2 separate regions of the Pan troglodytes genome follow, and region 2 is linked to region 1. Evidence: chromatin contacts called from public capture Hi-C data. All regions are on one chromosome and are shown on one strand. The core of a region is the stretch at or near the end of the contact, and the rest is flanking DNA. Distances in the headings are between cores, read along the strand shown. Region 1 has its middle 300 kb from the start of CACNA2D1. Region 2 overlaps PCLO (piccolo presynaptic cytomatrix protein).

The links. Capture Hi-C pulls out chosen DNA fragments and counts their contacts.
Region 2: a capture Hi-C map of stem cell-derived neural stem cells shows a contact between it and region 1, with 4 times the contacts expected there. The contact joins two enhancer-like sites. A contact is called at or near these places in 1 of 1 datasets of contacts at active chromatin or transcription factors (stem cell-derived excitatory neurons) and 1 of 1 other capture datasets (stem cell-derived neural stem cells).

Annotation. Positions count from the first base shown.
Region 1 is chr6:92,095,026-92,098,191 of NHGRI_mPanTro3-v2.0_pri, forward strand. No RefSeq gene overlaps it. Among named protein-coding and RNA genes, the nearest start is that of CACNA2D1, 300 kb to the left of the region's middle. Within about 2 kb of position 1,441, at least 1 of the 24 cell types and tissues checked has an H3K27ac peak or open chromatin away from gene starts, as enhancers often do. A contact at or near this core is called in stem cell-derived neural stem cells, where this site is marked.
Region 2 is chr6:92,508,452-92,511,598 of NHGRI_mPanTro3-v2.0_pri, forward strand. It overlaps PCLO (piccolo presynaptic cytomatrix protein), which reads right to left. Exons shown (of 25, transcript XM_001160384.8): 2 at 1,090-2,734. Among named protein-coding and RNA genes, the nearest start is that of PCLO, 7.7 kb to the right of the region's middle. Within about 2 kb of position 1,415, at least 1 of the 24 cell types and tissues checked has an H3K27ac peak or open chromatin away from gene starts, as enhancers often do. A contact at or near this core is called in stem cell-derived neural stem cells, where this site is marked.

The sequences.
Region 1 (3,166 bases), core at 191-2,690:
ATAGATAATTTCTGAATAAGGTGGCAGCCCAATTGCTGCTGATTTCAGGAGTGATGACTTAGGAAAAGTCCCCAGGGAGAGGAATGTCCTTTATGTGAGGATCAAGGCATTTGAAAGACACAGAGTGAACAATGCCTGTAAGGACAGCAGAACTGACTATTTACTACTAAGTTGAAGTGTTGCTTTATAGAGGTATAATGATAAATGATAAGGAAGTTGACAAATTCGTAAAGTTAGCTGTGATAGCCAGAGGCCCTTTATGGTAGTTTAGGAAGAAGCCCTTACTTCCTGCAATGGAAGAGCTGATAGTTGCTGAGAAGCAGACCCGGGATTTCATAGTGAGAACTACAGAGGCTCCAGAGACATTTTAATGTTCAGCAAAGACAGTACAGGTTTCCCTTAAGGTTAGGGCTGTGGTTAGGATCTCTGGAACCCTACCAGATAGAATTGGAACACCTGAGTCAACGATGACCGGGATGGCTTTAAAACCCCTGAGGTCCTCTCATAATCCAGGAAAGTCTTTCTTGAGGACTTAGAAGCCACTCTTTTGACATGTAATTTCGAGGAAAGATAGTGCACCTATCTTTCAGTTTCTGTGTGCGAATGGGAGCCTAACTTTTATGGGCACCAATTAGCAAACATGGATGGCCTAATAATTGAGAAAAAACATTTGCAAACTCAGGATTAGCACATCCCACTGATCAACCGCCCAACCCCCACCCCATGTCCTCCAGCACTTTTCCAGTAGATCATCCCAGTTCTGAAAATTCCTCCTTCCCTTTGTTTCAATACAGTTGACTTCAGACGACCTCTCTCTTTTGTTTTAGCAGCTTTGAATAAAGTCTTCTTTGCCTTCCAGTGCAATTTTTACTTTGACCATATCCCTGAGAATTGTGGCTTTTCAGACCCCTCTGACCCTCAGAATTTGCAGAAGGGAGAAGGCTGTTCCTCCCTAGTAAGAGCTAGTACTGCTCCCCCACAGGAAAAAGTTACAGAGCAGCCTCTCCTTTGCAAGACGACAGGTGACCTTCTCAAGAGTTGCCCCTCCTGCCTATCCTGATTATAAAGCTGAAAACTGTGACTGAATTCTAGCACAATCTAACTGGAGACATGCTGGGCTGATAAGGGAGAAATGAGTTTATAAACTGAAGGAGTTTCAGGTATATGCTACAATGTACAAACAGTAGCCAAGGGATCACCCCTGGGGTTAGGTTTGAGGGTGCTTGATCACGGAAGCCAGAGTGAAAGACTGAATAAGAACAATGGACTTGGCAGTACTTTTTTTGAGACATTTGATTTTATACCCTGGTAAGGACCCCAGAATACAGAACAAACTTTCTGCTAAGAGTGGCTCTTAAAAGCCAGGAATAAGTGATGGCCCTGGCCGAGCAAAGGGGAAATGTCTGGGTTGCCTGGCAGAAGCAAAAGGCTCAGGAATGTGGGCCTGATGGAATGCATGGCATGTAGGGCCAGAAGCCCCATTAAATGTTATGCTTCATGGGAGGTCACAGGGAGTCCTTCAGCCAACAGGAATCAATTGGTGAGGGCAGCAGCATCCATAAGTTCAGTGGCAGCTCATCTCAGAATGACGGGCAGTTGGATGGAGAGGGGCTCCCAGAACAGGTCTGATTAGTATTCATAAGCATGATGAGACCCTGAATAATCGAGGCTAAGTGGCAGGGCTTAACAGACAAAAGCAGGGGACACACAAGATTGGAGTAGTCAAGGGGGCTTGACCTTCAGGGAGTTATGGAGGTTGTTAATACAATATGGCATCACTAGGGGCAAAATAGATGGGTAGCTAATGAGTGAGCTGCTTGACATCTGCAATCAGAAATAAGCTAGAATGAAGAAGCGGGAGGCTGAGGCCAGTTGCCACAAATAAAGTTACAATGCTTTGCCTAGTTCTCACGCCTAAATTAATTTTGAGTTTCAGGATTCATTTACTAAAGGGATGACCATGTGCCCATAAAGGAACAAGTCTCCAATACAAAGCATGTATATACTGTAATGATTCCCCAAGTCTTTTCTCAAAGGGACTTCTAGTTATTTACTCATGTGACCATTTACTAGGAAAAAAGAAGTACTCAGAGGAATGTTGAACAGATTTCTGAGTTGACGTTGATACCTGGTGACTCAGTGAATCATCATGGCACTCTAGTTAGGGTGGAGATTTACAGGAGCCATGTAATAAGTGGAGTCTGCTAAAGCCTGGCCTAGAGTGGATTCACTGTGTTCACAGACATATCTGGTGGTCATTTCCTGGTCTTCAATATGCAATTGGTATTTTACCTGGCATTTGGCATATTCCCCATGTTTGGTCTTTGGACTTCTTGGAAAGACCAAGTGGAAACCTCTGAAATTATTCCTCCCTCCTACCTGTACCAAGATAGTAAATCAGTGTATCTCTGGGGGACAGGGAGGAAAGGTAGAATAAACATGCCATTCAAGAGCTAAAGGTTGCAGGGATGTATGGCCCTAGCATATCTCTGTTTAACTTACCATTCTTCTCCATGGGTAAAATAAATGGATCCTGGAGAATAAATATAGACTATAGATACTGTAAGCTCAGCCAAGTAATAGTTCTTGTTGTAGCTACTATACCATGGATGGTATTATTGCTAGAGCCGATATTAAGGCTTCAGGTAATGTAGTATGCAGATGTGGATTTTGCAAATGCATAATTTAAAAAAATTCTGATCAGAAAAAATCACGGAAATTTTCATATATGTGGAATGGACAGCAATATTGACTTACAGTTTTACCCTAGGACTATATTAACTCTTTCAACCCTTTGTCATAATATATTTAAAATTGATCTCAACCATCTGGACACTTCATAGGCTATTACATTGATTTGTTGATTTATTATGATTTATTTATTTATTTTATTGATGACACTATGCTGATTTTGACAGTTCAAGAAACAGTGGCTAGTATTTTGGAAGCCTTGCAAAGACACATTTCTGAAAACTGCAATTTCAGTCAGGTTTTTTAGGGGTCCAGTGATCAGGGGCATTTGAGGTATCCCCTGCAAAGTAAAGGTCAAATTTATGTATCTTCTTGCCCTTATCACAGAAAAGGAAGCACCACACCTGAAAGACCTTTTTGGATCGTGGCTGGAACACATTTTGAACATAACAATATTGTCTAGCCCTTAAGTCCA
Region 2 (3,147 bases), core at 165-2,664, 410 kb after region 1:
AGTAGAGGCTATTAGATCTCTTAAAAAAAGGAATCCCTCATATTCTCTTAGAGCCTAAACCTCTTCTCTATTTATATGCTGATCACTACCTACTAAATGTGGAAAGCCAAAGTCTGACTCTAACCTATCTCCAACCTCACTGCCCATTTCTTTATACCATCTTCACTGTTTTATTTCTTAATGCCAGAGAATTTCTGAGTTTTTAAAAATGCTTTGTATCTTCTTGTCTCTTCCCCTAAAAAAAAAAAAAAAACTCTGAATCTCTACCTATTAAAATGCTACATTTTTCCAGGCCTTTTCATGCTGAACTAATATTAATAAAGTCAGTTAACTTGCTGAGAACTACTCTTCTATCCTCAATCTGAGTAAACAAACTTGTACTCATCTATATCACAATTAACCTTTTTATAATTTGATGAGTCAGGAAGTATTACCCAGCTAACCCTTGGAAACATAAGGCTACCCAGATTCAAGCCTAGGCGATATAAACTGTCATCTGAGAAGTCACCCATACATTCTGAACCTGCTCTAACAACTTCTTCATTTTGTGAAATGATTTAATACTGTTATTAAGGACTCTCAACATGCCCTCATTTGATATATCAGAATTACTAGCAGGGAAAAGGGATGTGGAGATTAAAAAACTCTATTCAGTTTTAAGTTAAAATTGTATTCAGAATTTGAAAACACTGTCCACGTTTTTTTCTAACACAAATATAAATAACATTTACGAATACCAAAATTTTGATAGGTAGGAACACCAATGTAAAAGTTAAAGCAATATCATTGTATGCTAAATAACAGTGTGGGTCTTAAATACAGAGTGAAATGAGTAGATGCCCAGCATCTTTCAATCAATTTATATTTGTCTTATATGTCAAATTTTCAGAAATTGTGGCAATGTTTGAGGCTTCTGGTCAGGGAAATGTTAAAAAAAAATTACAACTGGCAGAAAACAAAACGAACGAAGGAGGGGAGAATCCAGAGAAAGACAATGCCATCATGTCATATATGTGTTTAGTTAAGCATCATTTGTATAAGATGATGATATGGCTGAAGAGTATGGACTCAGTGAATAAATGCACTTACCTCCGTTAAATGAGGATTGGGATTAAAACCACAGAGACTACAGACAGTGGTTTGACACTCAGTGCATGTGTTAAAATTGGCCTTTTCTGGAACATGCAACAGAAGTTCAGTGGTATTGCAAAGAGGACAGATGGTTTTAGGGAGGTCTTGTGAAGGAGGCTGTTTTGCAGATGGAGACACTGTTGGTGGCTGCAGAGGTTTTCCAGATCCTGTTTGGCTTACTGGTTTTGTAGATTGCTGAGCCGAGGGCTTTGCTGGGCTAGGCTGTTGAGCTGAGGGTTTTGCTGAGCCAGGCTGTTGAGATGGGGGTTTTGCTGAGCCAGGCTGTTGAGGTGGGGGCTTTGCTGAGCCAGGCTGTTGAGGTGGGGGCTTTGCTGAGCCAGGCTGTTGAGGTGGGGGCTTTGCTGAGCCAGGCTGTTGAGGTGGGGGCTTTGCTGGGCCAGGCTGTTGAGGTGGGAGCTTTGCTGGGCCAGGCAGTTGTGAAGGAGGCTTTGTTGGGCCAGTCTGCTGGGCAGAAGTCTTTCCGGGTCCTGCCTGTTGAGCTGGAATCTTTCCTGGCCCAGGCTGCTGAACTGGAGTCTTTGTAGGCCCAGGTGCCTTAGCTGGAGACTGTAGCCCAGGTTGTTGAGCTAGGGGTTTTGGTGTCCCCACCTGCTGGGTTGGAGGCTTTGCTGGCCCTGGCTGTTGAGCTGGAGTCTTTCCAACTCCAGGAGGCTGAGCTAGAGCCTTTGGCCCAGGCTGCTCCGATGAAGGCTTCTCTGACCCAGTCTGCTGAGCTGGAGGCTTAGCAGGACCAAGAGGCTGAGCTGGAGGCTTTGTTGTCCCTGGTGGCTGGACTGGGGGTTTCACTGTCCCTGGTTGTTGAGCCAGTGGCTTTGTTAGCCCTGAGGGCTGAGCTGGGGGCTTTGCAGGACCAGGCTGTGATTTTTCATGTCCAGGCTGCTGTGCTGGAGGTTTTCCAGGAGTTGGTTGCTGAATAGGTGGTTTGGATGGGCTTTGCAGTGAGGGTTTAACTGATTCTCCCCTTACTATGTCTGCCTGTTTAGTCTGAGGCCTGGATGCATCTCGTTGAAGTGGCAATTTTGCATGGTCTGTCTGAGGAGTCTGGGCAGGACCCTGAATTGGCTTTCCTGTACCTGGAGGTTGCGATTTAATTTTTTCTGGTTGTTGAGAAGATATTGATTTGGGAGTGCCATCCTGCTGAAGTGGATCCCTACCAGGTCTTTGCTGCTTAGGAACCGGCTTGGGTGGCTGTTGTTGTAAAGGAGGTTTTATGATTCCTTCAGGTTTTCCTTGCTCCTTCTGAACCACTTTTTGTTTCTTGGTGGTTTCTTCCTGGGATGCCTCAGAGTCTGATATCAAATCAAAAGGGTTGAATTTATTTACAACAGAGGAAACAGCACTTAAAGGGTTAACCTCTGAGAGGAAGCCAGGCATCATACTAGACTTGTGCTCTTCCTTTAAATCAGTTCTGGACTTTGATTCTTTCAAGCTAATAGTGGAAGGACTCCTCCCAGGCAATTTCTGCTCTGACCTGAAAGTGTCTGTAGTTCTACTTTTACTGAGACCAGGTTGAGCTGGACGCCCAGGGTCCGGGGGTCTTCCTGATTGCTTTGGAGGATGACTACTATCCAACTCTTGTTTCCTAGAAGAGTAAAAAAAAAAAAAAAAAAAAAAAAATCAAGTGAAAATAATGGAAATTATTTCAAATCAAAGTAATACAAAAAACCTATTGCTTATATCTTCAAAATTATGAATGTATAAATATAACTAGAACCCATTTTTGTAGCATCCTTTAAGTGATCATAAAACTTTTAATGCTTTTTCTTCTTTCTTTAAATGGGTAGAGATTTTCAACAAGCAAGTGAAGAAAAAAAAACTTGCTGAGTGATAAAAATTAAAATATATAATTAGAAAATACTTATAATAAAAGTAATTTACCTTTGCACTTAATAGAATCTGGCCTTAAAACTTAACTAAATATAGGTTTAAATTAAAACCTCAATAAATCAATACAAAGTCATATTATAAGGCATACATGTTCACAGAGTGTATTTT